Linked DNA regions of Ovis aries: region 2 is linked to region 1. Evidence: chromatin contacts called from public Hi-C data. All regions are on one chromosome and are shown on one strand. The core of a region is the stretch at or near the end of the contact, and the rest is flanking DNA. Distances in the headings are between cores, read along the strand shown. Region 1 overlaps TCF7 (transcription factor 7). Region 2 has its middle 33 kb from the start of PPP2CA.

Region 1 (2,700 bases), core at 15-2,514:
TTGCCTGTAGGGACTGTGGGGTATCTGTGACTGGCTAACACTGATATTACCTCTTCTTTCTGGGCCCTGCTCTGCCCTGCTGCCTGCCTGCTCGCCCTCTGCCCTGCTCTGCCCCTCTGGCATGGCTGTGAGCAGACCCTGGCTCGCCTAAGAAATGCCGTGCTCGCTTTGGCCTCAACCAGCAGACGGATTGGTGTGGTCCGTGCAGGTGGGTTTGTCCCCACCACCACCCTCCCTTTGCTTCAAGCTGCTTCCCTGACTCTGCAGATTCTGCTGGGCCTGCTGTCCTCCTTTGGCCTCTAGCACCCCAACATACCCACAGACTGGGAAGCCAATGCCTCCTAAGAATGAGAATGAACACAGCTTCTGAGGAAGATCACTTGGGTCTAAGTGGAAGGAACAGGAGAGAATATCCTAGATGGAAGGAAAGGCGGGCTTTAAAGGCATCTCTGGGGCCTGGTGCCCAGGGTTCCCTGGTAACGGTTGTCTGGTGCTAATCAGGCTGAGCAGGTCCATATTAGACAAATCTCGCACACAGCATTTAAGTGGCTCAAGCCCGTCCCCAGGCCTCAGCGTCATCGTGGTCCACCAGCTCCTTCACGTCAAATTGGGATCCCTGTTGTACCATACTGAGCCTCAAATCTAAGAACAGCAAAGCAGTACTGCAGTAGAGAATACCCTGAATAAGGCAAATGCACAATAGCCATGTGACCTACTGAGACCAGATGGAGGGAGAGGTCAACACAGGTACCCTTGGCACCCATACTCAGATCCTATGGCATTAAACCTGTGTTTCACCATACAATATTTGTATATGGGAAAAGAAAATATACCTACCAAATATACCTATATTAGGCTCAGGCCAGGCCTGCCAGGGCCAAGGCTGAGGCTGTTCCAGGCAGTAAGTTCACTGACTAAGGAATACTTGTTCAGCCCCGAAGGGTACCCCCACGTTCCCTGTCCAAGAACAAAGAGGAATTTGGGGGAATAAGTGTATGTACATATGTACACATGATGGTAGGCAGCCCTGTCCTCAAACAGAAAATAAGATGGTAGGAATGGGTGAGGCAATTCCCTTTCTTCCCCTTCTCTGCTCCTAGCCTAGCTCTAAGTATCTGACATGCTCAGGGCTAGAAGCCACAAGCACACATTAATCAGATCTGAGCTTCACAAACACGTGAAGCAAGCTGCAACAGCCTAGACTGGGAGACAGCTGTCCTAGAAGACAGCAGGCAGCCCACACATGGAGCTACAAAAGGTCCCTGTGCCATCTAGTGGCTCTGTTGAGAACTGCACCTGTCCACGGTCTGGGCCAGGCCCAGCAGTTGCCATGCTAAGTCCTAAGGCATAGGCATATGTATGTAAGTCATGGGGAGATAGGCCTGTGCAAGGACAGCATTTTTTGGTTGTGGTGTATGACTATGAATTCACCCTCTGTTTACAGATAACTCTCTTCACTATTCCTAGGAGGAAAAAGAAATGCATTCGGTACTTACCCGGAGAAGGCCGCTGCCCCAGCCCCGTTCCTTCCGATGACAGTGCTCTAGGCTGCCCCAGGTCCCCAACTCCCCAGGATTCGCCCTCGTACCTCCTGCTGCCCCACCTCCCCACAGAACTGCTTGCTAGCCCTGCAGAACCAGCGCCTACATCACCAGGCCTCTCAGCCACTCTCAGCCTCTCAGCCCCCTCAGAGCGACCAGCAGAGTACACAGGTACAGCAACAGGAATCTCAGAGACAGGCAGCCTAGCATGCACAGGACACATGGCTTCCTCCAGGGGCTCACCCTCTGAGAGGAGACGACAGAGTCCCAAAGCAGGTGGAAACCGGCCAGGGGGCCTGTTGGCTCCCTCCCACAGCTCAGGCCCTGGAGATTTCAGAGTCTGCACAACTTCTGCCTAAACCTGAGGCCCTCAATTCAAACTGCTCCAAGTGATGGGAATCAGATCTGTGTTGTGTCATTTCGTCAGGGGCATCCCCCATGCCTAGGGCAGGCTCCCTCCCTCTGTCTTGACAGCCAGATGCCCCTGCCCCCCTTGCTTTTCCTCTATAGGTCATAGGTGGACTGGACTGAGCCCAGCTGCTTTCCGTACTCATCCCCTCCACCACTGCCCCACCTTCCCTGTACCAGATACTTCATGGACCAAGAACCAGCTGGTTTACCAAACAACATGTAAGCATGGTCACAACCACAAAGCTCAAGATGACACTGCTTCTCTCTTAAGGGCCTGGAGAAGCCCTGTTTACAGAAATCCATCTGCTATCTGTAAGCTGAACCAAGGGAAGCTTCTGCCCACATTCTTTTTAGCAGCTTTCAATAAGTGAATGGAATAGGTTAGATTTAGGCCTATCAGCCCAGCAACTGGAATAACCTGACACTACCTTATAGGCAAGTGTGGGTGGTGAGCATTTGTGGCTGTAGTTCAAATTACTTGGAAATGTTTCCTGAGAAATTCAGCCCCCTAAGGTGAAGGTGAAGTTGCTCAGTCGTGTCCGACTCTTTGCGACCCCGTGGACTGTAACCTACTAGAAGCCCTGATACCTAATGCCCTAGTCACTGGTTCAAGTCAGTTGTGGCTCAAAACCAGTGTGCATCCTTCCCCACTTCTGACAGCCTTGTCCACAGATCCAGTTCCAGCTTATCCACATCAGTCTAGCCAGCTCTTTAGACAGCTGTAAGAAAGGGCAAACCAAACCTCAGG
Region 2 (2,700 bases), core at 5-2,504, 100 kb after region 1:
GGACATCTAGGTTGCTTTCATATCCTGGCTATCATAAATATTGTTGCAGTGAACACTGGGGTATATGTGTTTTTTGAATTATGGCTTTCTCAGGTATATGCCAAATAATGAGCTTTCTGGGTCATATGGTAGTTTTATTCCTAGTTTTCTGAATAATCTCCATACTGTTCTCCACAGTGACTGTATCAGTTTACATTCCTAGCAGCAGTGCAGGAGGATTCCCTTTTCTCCACATCCTCTCTGGCATTTATGTTTGTAGGTTTTCTGATAATGGCCATTCTAACCACGGTGAGGTGATAACTCATTGTAGTTTCAATTTGATTATTTTTCTAACAATGAGCGATGTTGGGCATCTTTTCATGTGTTTTTTGGCCATTTGTATTTCTTCTTTGGAGAAATCTCTGTTTAGGTCTTCTGTCCATTTTTTGATTGGGTTGTTTTTCTGATATTGAGGTGCATGAGCAGATTGTATATTTTGGAGATTAATCTTTTCAACAAATATTTTTAAAAAGAGAAAAGCCCCAGGAGTTCATAGATATAGTTTCAATAAATATTCTGATACCACTAGATATTGTTTGAAGGGCAGGAATTAAAGGAACCCATTTTCCAAATTCAAATCTATTGAACAACAAATCAAGGGAGACTGCCGGTGGCAGAATTTTTTTAAGGTTGATGCTGGGAAAGATTGAGGGCAGGAGGAGAAGGGAACGACAGAGGATGAGATGGCTGGATGGCATCACCAACTCAATGGACATGAGTTTGAGCAAGCTCCAGGAGATGGTGAAGGACAGGGAAGCCTGGTGTGCTGCAGTCCATCGGGTTGAAAAGAGTCGGGTACGACTTAGTGACTGAACAACAACAAAAGTTTTTCAAGAGGCATCAGATGCTTTAAACAGTTTAGTAATACTGATAAATGTAATATTAGTAACTACAAAGAAATTACTCAGAGACATCCAAGAGAAGCTGCCTGAAATGTATATAAATAATCAGGCTTGATCTAAAAAGTCTTAAGACTTTGGAGTCATTCATCTGAGGAAACTCAAATCCTAGCATGCATTGTTTCCTGCATTTCTCATCCTAGGGAGCAAAAACCACTGATTTAAGGGCAAAAACCACTGCCTCATTAGGACCCCATCTTCATACACTAGGTTCAGTCCAACATGGAGCTGAATGACTTGTCCTGTTAGACCAGGGTAGACAAGAGCTCCTGGTCCTGAAAATGACGGCTATTGAGCTCCCTCTGGAGGTGGTTAGGACTAACTGACTTGAAAGAGAACTTTGGAATCCTCTTTATGCTTTGGCAAGCCAGGCACAGAGACTACATAATAGCCATTGGATGCCTGTAGTCTCTATTCTGCTATCCATTTAATAAAACACCAGTGGTAAAGAGCAAGAATCTTAACCCAAAGTTAGTCTGAAAATCAATCTGAGGGACTTCCCTGGTGGATGGGAATCCAGCCTCCAATGCAGGGGACACAGGTTTGACCCCTGGTTGAGGAACTAAGGTCCCATATGCCGTAGGGCAACTAAACCTGCATGCCACAACTAGAGCCGTGGGCCTCAAGGAAGAGTTAATACAGCCAAATAAAGAGATAAGTACCTAAAGATAAAAGAAAGTAAATCTGAAGCACTTTTTGTTTTACTTATCCCTCTACGTTATACATTTTGTTTATACTTTCAATACCATCCAATTAAGCAAATAAATCACTTTGCTTGTTCTAAGCCAAGAGTTCCTTGAGAGACCTGCATACACTGAGACAGTACTCACACAATTTCTCACTCTGTGGCAAGCACTAAGTATATTAATTTAGGTCTCCTGATACATAGTTATTAAAGAAACAGAAATGTGGTCACTTTCAGTGGAAAATCTAAAATTCTGACCCATATACTGTAACTCATATGCGTAATTCTGACCCATATATTGTAGAGCATTATTTCTTTTTACCCTTTCACTTGTCTTATCTGAATTTCCTTGTCTCTTTCTAAATTTCGAGAAAAAATTTTTCTCACTTATCCGAGATTCCTCTGGATTCTATTCCTAAAAAGCATCCTCCAAGTTTTATCTCTAAAAGTACCTAAGTTTCAATTCCTCCATTAAAATGCTAACAAGCTGTAAGCTTACCTCATTTCCTTCACCTTTAACCTCCATGCCGAATGACTGCTACTCATTCAGCTACTTGACAATGAATATTAACATGATATAGACAGCACATTCTACCACATCAATAAAATTATCTCATAGTTTATTCTTTGTTTTTTTTCAAGTGATTCCTATGTAGGTGTTTAATAAATTCATTAATTCACAAGAAAACGTTATTGAGTGTCAATATATGCTAGGCACTATTCTATGCTGGGGAATATAGCAACAAACAAAACACTAATTTTCCTGTTCTCATGCAGTTCATCGTTTATTGGAGGGAGATCATTAAAAAAAAAGCTTGTCAGATAGGGAATGATATATGAAGAAGTCAAGCAGGAAACAGGAATGAGAATGGGGAAAGTTGTCATCTTAAGCAACCTGATAGAGAAAGCTTCATATATGAGTAAAAGTCAGTAAGGAGGTTGTTCTGAACAACAGGAAGGAGTTAAAGGAGGGACTCCTGCAGTTACCTAAGGAAAGATATTTCTCATCAGAGGAAACAGCAAGAACAAAGGTTCTGAGGCAGGAACAGCAAGGAAGCCAGTGGGCCTGGAACAGAA

The links. A called contact is a pair of places that touch in the nucleus more often than the background predicts.
Region 2: a contact with region 1 is called in a Hi-C map of hypothalamus, with 4 times the contacts expected there. The contact joins two enhancer-like sites. A contact is called at or near these places in 7 of 16 Hi-C or Micro-C datasets (blood, hypothalamus, skin fibroblasts and 1 more).

The regions. Positions count from the first base shown.
Region 1 is chr5:43,436,172-43,438,871 of ARS-UI_Ramb_v3.0, forward strand. It overlaps TCF7 (transcription factor 7), which reads left to right. Exons shown (of 11, transcript XM_042250521.1): 11 at 2,052-2,700. The coding sequence ends at 2,323. Among named protein-coding and RNA genes, the nearest start is that of SKP1, 18 kb to the right of the region's middle. Within about 2 kb of position 1,265, at least 24 of the 54 cell types and tissues checked have an H3K27ac peak or open chromatin away from gene starts, as enhancers often do. A contact at or near this core is called in hypothalamus, where this site is marked.
Region 2 is chr5:43,537,112-43,539,811 of ARS-UI_Ramb_v3.0, forward strand. No RefSeq gene overlaps it. Among named protein-coding and RNA genes, the nearest start is that of PPP2CA, 33 kb to the left of the region's middle. Within about 2 kb of position 1,255, at least 4 of the 54 cell types and tissues checked have an H3K27ac peak or open chromatin away from gene starts, as enhancers often do. A contact at or near this core is called in hypothalamus, where this site is marked.